Linked DNA regions of Mus musculus: region 2 is linked to region 1. The links are chromatin contacts, called in public HiChIP or PLAC-seq maps. All regions are on one chromosome and are shown on one strand. Each heading gives the region's core, a stretch centred on a gene start, on an enhancer-like site or on the middle of the called end of the contact. The rest is flanking DNA. Distances are from core to core; before and after follow the strand shown.

Evidence for each region. HiChIP or PLAC-seq counts read pairs in DNA pulled down with a chosen protein or histone mark.
Region 2: a contact with region 1 is called in an H3K4me3 HiChIP or PLAC-seq map of stem cell-derived neural progenitor cells, with 2.2 times the contacts expected there. The contact joins the promoter of Igfbp2 here to the enhancer-like site in region 1. A contact is called at or near these places in 2 of 39 promoter capture datasets (embryonic stem cells and frontonasal cranial neural crest), 1 of 15 datasets of contacts at CTCF or cohesin (the NIH/3T3 cell line), 1 of 484 Hi-C or Micro-C datasets (neural progenitor cells), 4 of 115 datasets of contacts at active chromatin or transcription factors (embryonic midbrain, embryonic stem cells and stem cell-derived neural progenitor cells) and 1 of 9 other capture datasets (adipose tissue).

What each region holds. Positions count from the first base shown.
Region 1 is chr1:72,377,796-72,381,471 of GRCm38.p6, forward strand. All of the region lies in intron 16 of Xrcc5 (X-ray repair complementing defective repair in Chinese hamster cells 5), which reads left to right. Among named protein-coding and RNA genes, the nearest start is that of Gm39661, 33 kb to the right of the region's middle. Within about 2 kb of position 2,121, at least 20 of the 459 cell types and tissues checked have an H3K27ac peak or open chromatin away from gene starts, as enhancers often do. A contact at or near this core is called in embryonic stem cells, neural progenitor cells and stem cell-derived neural progenitor cells, where this site is marked.
Region 2 is chr1:72,822,860-72,826,535 of GRCm38.p6, forward strand. Igfbp2 (insulin-like growth factor binding protein 2) reads left to right here and starts at 1,621. Exons shown (of 4, transcript NM_008342.3): 1 at 1,621-2,105. The coding sequence starts at 1,721.

The sequences.
Region 1 (3,676 bases), core at 871-3,370:
GTCTGTATGAGTGTGTTCTTTCATATTTCAGGATAAGCAGGTAAGGAAACGGTTTTTGTGAAATAGTTCAGTATCTCCTCTCTTCATTGTTTAATGGGCTCCCGTGCTAGACAACATAATCTGTTATCACTTGATCCTTTGTGTTTTTATGTATTTCTTTGTAGATTTTTCCCGCGCGCGCGCAGGGACAGGCACACTATGGTGCTCCTGTAGAGGGCAACTTGTAGAAATGTATTCTCTCCGTTTCTCTTGTGGGTTCCAGGGACTGAAGTCAGATCATCAGGCTTGGTGGCAAGCGCCCTTACCCACTGAGCCATCTGGCCCTTTCATAGCTGTTTCATAAAATGTGGGCACAGAGTCTCTCCCTTCTTCTTCTGTTAATTCCCATGCTCCAAGTCCTGGTTTATATGTTCCTGCGAACTTCCTTCTTGACTTCCTGCCAAGCTCCCACTCCTCTGTCTGTCTTTAAATGTCCTTTCCAAGTCCTTGGCCTTGAACCCTTTCTAATTCTATTCTTTCAAAGGAGCCAGGCTCCACCCTCATCACAAATATGCACTCTCATGATGCTTCCGTGCGCCAGAGCTTCCCGGCCAACTCTGACTCCTTCTTCCCTTACTCTTGCCCAGTCACTCCAGGCACTCTCCCTCTCCTACCCTCCCTTCCCATTTCTTTGTGTGTGTGTGTGTGTGTGTGTGTGTGTGTGTGTGTGTAGAGGCCAGAGGTCAATTTGGGGTATCTCCCTCTATTACTCTTCACCTTACTTCTGAGATAGCACCTCTCACTTAGCCTGGAACCCACCAATTTAAATCGGCTAGACTGCCTAGCCAAGGTGCCCTGGGATCCTTCTTTACAGGGCTGCTGGGGAGCTGAACTCATGTCCTTGTGTTGTGAGCACTCTATGTGCTAAGCCTGGGCTGTTGGAGAGAAAAGCCAGCTGCTGGAAGAAAGCCACCTTCTACCTTTCATTGCTCAGTTAAGAACCATGTTCACTGGTGATGCCTCCTGAATCACCAACAATTTAAAGTTCATGTGATTTCATAACATTCATAGCCTTCTTCATTATTTACACCCAGTTGTTGTTGTTGTTGTTATTATTATTAGTGTGTGTATATATTACATTCCCCAGGAGCCTGTTTAGTCCTCAGAGGGAAGGGATTTACCTTAAACTTATTGAATCCTAAGGAACACTGCATCCTATCCTGTACACAGCAGTCACACAATAAATATGAACTAGGACAAGCTGATGAAGTGGCTGGTAAACTAAGCAAAGAGAAACAGTTACGCCATAGCTTCCTAAGATACTTCATCCTCATCTCAGAAGAAATGGAGGACTTGGGGTATTTGGGATTAGTGTCCTTAACCTCGAAGGAAATTTATTTGTGCCTAGAGAGATAATGCTAAGTGAACTTCTTATCAAACCATCTGCAAAAGGAGCTGTCGTGAACTGTATTAGAAACGCCAGCCATTTGGTTATTTTGCTTTTGCAAGCTGAAAAGAGAAACTGCTTTGTTTGCTTTGAGTTTCTTGTTGACGGTTCTCTCCTGCCAGGTAATCAGGGTTGTATTACTTACCTCCCTAAGACGACCATTGGAACGTGCTGTGTCTCCTTTGAATAGTGTGTGGATATTAATTTACTGCCAGAGGACACATTGGGGGAGATTTCTGAAATTGCATAGGGAAGTGTTTCTTTAATCCTCAAATTTGTCAAATGCTTTATAATAATGGAGATCATAATCTCCGGGTTGGAAGGAGAAATGGAATGGTTCTTGGGGATATTTTTTCCTTCCTGAGAAATTGCTATATGAGATGAGAAAATGCTTCATTCGTTTTTCTTTCTGCATGCTTTAAGGTCTTCCGGAAATGAGTAGATGGCACTGATTCAGGTCTTTTGTAAGAGGCTGAACAGTGTTCAGGTCTCTGATTCATAGAGTTAGTGGCCGCGAGCCCTCACCGGCGACTCTTAAAAGCAGTTTGCTTTAATATTGCACTCTCACATACATTTTAAACAGAATGTTCAAATGAGGTCATGATTTTGGGAAATAGCAGCCATAGGTATATCAGCATTGCCCCAGAAGTTGTCAGGCAGCCAGGCAGTGCGTGGCTCCAGGAATGAGGGAGAGCGTGCCCGTAGGCATGATGTCCCGTTTCCATTGGTTTCTTCTGCTGAGGCCAAGGCATGTTCCCATTGTCCTCTGCTGTTTTCATGCTGAAGGGTTCTTTTTTCTTTGTTAGTGAGGCAGCCACAAGTTTCAGCTTGCCTTGCAAATGATAACATTATTAATGTCCTTCTGCTTTCCAAGCCATTTATATGTTGCCTGCTAGCAGCTATTGGGTATTAAGTACCCAGAGCTAGTGCAGTGCTGAGAAGCACGGGAAATATTCAGGTCCAGGAAGGGCACAGATACAGTAATGATCGCTCATTCTGACGACGAATGTGGGCTGCTCTTTCCCAGTGCGATCTGGGATTGGTAAAGGGTAGGCCGTGCTAGCTCGTTACTTTTCATTGCCTGGTGCTGTTTGACAGTTACTTACCCTAAGTCTCAGAGTTGGGGGAGGAACTGGAGGATTCATTTCTGATGAATATTTTAAGCAAGGTAGTTTTGAATTGTTCAAACTAAAACAACAACAACAACAACAACAACAAAACATCACCACCACCACCAAACCACCAACCCTCCCCCCCCAAGATTTATAATGAAACAAGCAAATAAAAACATAAAACAAACCATCCTACTACAACCTGCAGAAGGAAAACTTAGGTATAATTTTAGGCACTTAATTTCTAGGCACTAAAATTCTAGAAATTTAATTTTATTTCTTGACAAATAGTGTTACCAAATTTCTTTATTCAAAAGATTTACTATTTTTAATTATATGTGTGTGTATGTGTCTGTGTAAGTGTATATGCATGTGACTGCAGTGCCCACAGGAGCCAGAAGAGGGCATCAGCTATCCTAGATCTAGATTAAGAGACTGTTGTGAGCTGCCCGATGTGGGTGTTGGGAACAGAACTCTCAGCCTCTAGAAGAACAGTACATCACGTGCTCGTAACTACTGAACTGTTTCTCTACCTCTTTACCAAATCTCTTTCCTTTTCCTTTTCCTTTTCCTTTTCCTTTTCCTTTTCCTTTTCCTTTTCCTTTTCCTTTTCCTTTTTCTCCTTGCCTCGCCTCTCTGCCTCGCCTCTCCCCTCTGCCTCTCCCCTCTGCCTCTCCCCTCTGCCTCTCCTCTCCTCTGCCTCTCCTCTCCTCTCCTCTCCTCTCCTCTCCTCTCCTCTCCTCTCCTCTCCTCTCCTCTCCCCTCCCCTCCCCTCCCCTCCCCTCCCCTCCCCTCCCCTCCCCTCCCCTCCCCTCCCCTCCCCTCCCCTCCCCTCCCCTCTTCTTCTTTTCTTTCCTTTCCTTTCCTTTCCTTTCCTTTCCTTTCCTTTTCTTTTCTTTTCTTTTCTTTTCTTTCTGTGTTTGTTTGGTTGGTTTTGCTCTGTTTTGTTTCGTGAGATAGGGTTCCTTTGTGTAGCCCTGGCTGTCCTGCCCGTGCTTTGTAGACCAGGCTGGCCTCAAACTTAAATAGATCTGCCTGTCTTTGTCTCCTGAATACTGGGACTAAAGGCGTTCACCACCATGTCTTGCACCAAAGTTCTTAAATACCTACTTTTAAGATAGGATTTTGCATCATCTCC
Region 2 (3,676 bases), core at 371-2,870, 440 kb after region 1:
GTCGGTGAGGCCAATAGGAACATATTCCAGGGCAGGTACAAGACACCAGAACACGTGGAGATGTGAACTGGAGCCTCCCCCAGCCTTTGTTGGTTTCCTTCTGTTAGATCGCCATTCTGTATAGCTCCCGTTATTGTCAGAGGTCCATCCCTCTGCTCAAACACTGATGCTGTGTCCCTGACACGCCCAAATCAGGCCAAGTCTCAGCACAATTAGCTGATTTCCCTGCCAGTTCCCCTATCTCCCCAGGGGTTTTGATCTCTGGCCTAAGTGACTTTCTAGTTTCAGTATCACTCTTCAATTTTTTTTCATCATTTCTGCTGGTCCGGGTGTTGAGAATGCGCCATCGATAACCCTCCATTTCCCTCTACGCAATTACCAAGCTTTAGTCTCACACCCGTCCCCCTTCTTTTTCATTCGGATAGTCATCTTCCACAGAGGTTCCTACAGAAGTTCAAACTCTCCTCCATAACTCTTCCTCTCCTAGTTTCTTAAGATTAGAACTTTGTCTTCTAGGAGGCATAAAACTCAAACAGACATATGAACAAAAAGCCGCTGAATTGAGATAGGCCCTGAGCCCAGAAATTAGAAAGGATGGCTTGGAGAATCTTGTGGGGGAATGGAGACGCCTCACTCGTTGTTAAGGTCACAACCCTGGCAAATGAGTCAATAACTAAGGTCCTGCCAGGCTGGAGTGATGGAGGTTGGGGGCAGCTAGGCTGGGTGATTCAATTGGAACAAAGGAGGCAGCCACTCTTTTCTATTTGAAAACCTGAGCGAGCTCTAATCAGCCTAGCGCTAGGGCTTTCTCTAATACCTGGGGAGGGGGGTGGGTGTCTAATCTGACCTTTTCAAGACCCTTCAGTGGGTGTGTCTTCAGACGTCTGGGGGGGGGGAGGCGGGGAGAGTGTGTGTAAAGGTGGGCGAATAAGGCAGCGTTTGTGGATGGTGACCCGGGTCTCTAGGGGATTAGAGGGCTTGTGGGGCAGAGGTTTGTGAGGCACCAGGAAACACACCAGGTTTCATTACTTGCAGCGGTGAGCTCTGGGCTGGGAAACTGAAGTTGTTGCTAGGAGGTGCTGTCTGGGACGAGCCTGGTCTAGAAGGACTGAGCGTCCGCGGGACTCACTCAAGGTCATTGTTCCTAGCAACACGAGGGCTGTGGGGAGTCGGTGTGAGCTCCGAAATCTTTAAGGTCAAGACTGCTTTTGTGTTTCCCCGGCAGTCAGTTCACAGCCGGCCACGTGGGAAGTGAGCAAACTAAGTCCTTCCAAATCGAACTAAACTAAAAGACAGGAGACAAAAGCACAGGCTCTTTCCCACTCCACGCCGATTCTACCCACGCTTGCAAGTTATTCTTACTCTCCCGGAGCGGACAAACCCAGGCTGAAGGGAGCAAAGTCCTAACCAGGGAAGAACAGAGGGGTCCGCTTGAATCCCCTAGGAACGTAGGGTGGGCGAGTGGGCGTGTGCACAAGCACGTGCCCTCACGCAAGAGTGCGGGGGGGGGCGGTGCGGGGGGGGGCGGTGCGGGGGGGGGGGGAAGGGAGTGGTCTCCATAAGGGGGAGGGGAGAAGGCAGGGGGGCGGGGAGAAGCAGGCTTTTTAGGACCCGGCAGAGGCGGGGGAGGAGAAAGAAGGCAAGGAGGCGTCTCCCGCATTCGTCTGGGCCGTGCCACCTGCCCGCTAGCTCGCTGCACTACCGTTGCCCACAAGCCAACATGCTGCCGAGATTGGGCGGCCCCGCGCTGCCGCTGCTCCTGCCGTCGTTGCTCTTGCTGCTGCTCTTGGGCGCGGGCGGCTGCGGCCCCGGGGTGCGCGCCGAGGTGCTGTTCCGCTGCCCACCCTGCACGCCCGAGCGTCTGGCCGCTTGCGGGCCCCCACCCGACGCGCCCTGCGCCGAGCTGGTGCGAGAGCCCGGCTGCGGCTGCTGCTCCGTGTGCGCACGGCAGGAGGGCGAAGCATGCGGCGTCTACATCCCGCGCTGCGCCCAGACGCTACGCTGCTATCCCAACCCGGGCTCCGAGCTGCCCCTGAAGGCGCTTGTCACAGGCGCGGGTACCTGTGAAAAGAGACGCGTGGGCACCACCCCACAGCAGGTTGCAGGTAATGCGGACTGTGAGCACTAGTTTTGGGCTTGGGAGAAACTCTCTCGTAGCTCAGCGGGTTCTCCTGGCTGGTGACTCTCACGTGGGAAAAGAGAGTCCGACGGGACCCTGGGACTGATGTAGAGGAGAAAGAGCTTAGACCTTAATCAGATCCAGGGAGACTCTTGAGAGCGGGAACCCGAAAGACAAACCCGGGAGGGAGGCTGCGGGTGGAGCAAGCGGGATTTGATGGGGTAAAGGAGGAGAGGAAAGATACCTTGCCACCAGGGTCTTCCTTAACGGGACTTAGCGGGGAGGAAGGTGGTCTGATCTAGGGGCTGAGGGGGTGGAGGTGGGGGTTGAAGAGCCTGTAGGAACTTGAAACTCATTTGAAACAAAACTTGAGTCAGTGACCACCGGTCGAATGTTTAGCGGTGGGCGTGCTGCTGGCTGCCGCGCACAGGTGACACTGCAGACCTCGGGTGAGAAAAGATCGAATGGAGAAGCTCCTTCCTTCTGGCGTTGGGAGGTGAGGAGAAGGGTAAGGATGCACGTGGAGAATGGAGCGGGCTCCATCTGTGTAACTTAAGCCGGTTGGCCAGCTGCGTTCCGGCACCCTGGCTGTGCGTCTGGGCCTCCGGTCAGAATGCTGGAGCCGCTTGAAAGCCAGGGGAGCTACAGCTCTTAACGCGGGTGTGTGTCACACCGTACCTCCTCCTAAATCTAGGGAACTTTTTCTGTCTCACGGGATGGGGAAGGTGGGGTTCTTTGTTAAGGAGCCCTTCTTTCTCAAAAGAAAAAAAAAGTTAAGGGACACAAGCTGACTGCGAGGAGTTCACTTTTTTTTCTTCACGGTTTGGAGAAAGCTGCAATTGTCTTGGGGACAGCGCTGAATTTTAGCTAATGTTTAAAAGGAGGCTTTTACTATGTTTCTTAGACTGGGGGTAGCCTGGAGAGATAGGAGAGAGAGAGAGAGAGAGAGAGAGAGAGAGAGAGAGAGAGATAGGAGAGAGAGAGAGAACAAATATCTTCCCTGTTTTTCGATTTCTTTGTGCGCCCCTCTCTTTCCCTGGCTCAGCCACTGTCCCTTTCCCAATGGAGTCAGAGGTCAAGTTTGAAGTCTTGTAGTTCTTGAGGCATTTTTGACCTTGACTACAGAGCAAGGTGGAGCTTCCTCAGAGGGGAGTCCCAGGGTTTCTTCTCTCTCAGCCTTGGGTTTGATCCTTGCTCCTGTTTCTAGGTAATAATAAAGGAAAAGAATTCCGCTTCTCAGGCCCCTTCCTCCCTTATTACCTCTGGAGCCCCAGAGGAATTTTCTTCAGCAGGCCTTGCAGAATCCTCCGGATATTGACTGTTTTACTAAATCTGGTGTACTTTCCTCTCAGAGTTTTATTTTCCTCTCAGAGTTTTATTTATTTTTTCCTCCCCACCCTTCGTTGCTTTCATTCTAAGCCTGTGAAATTCAGTCTTTCTGCTTCTCAAAACTCTTAAATAGGTTGGAGTCTTCTGCAGGCAACAGATGTGGCAGGTTCCCTGGGTCACTTTTCCTTACTGGCTGCGGGGATGGGGGTGGGGTGAGGGGGGTTGTCA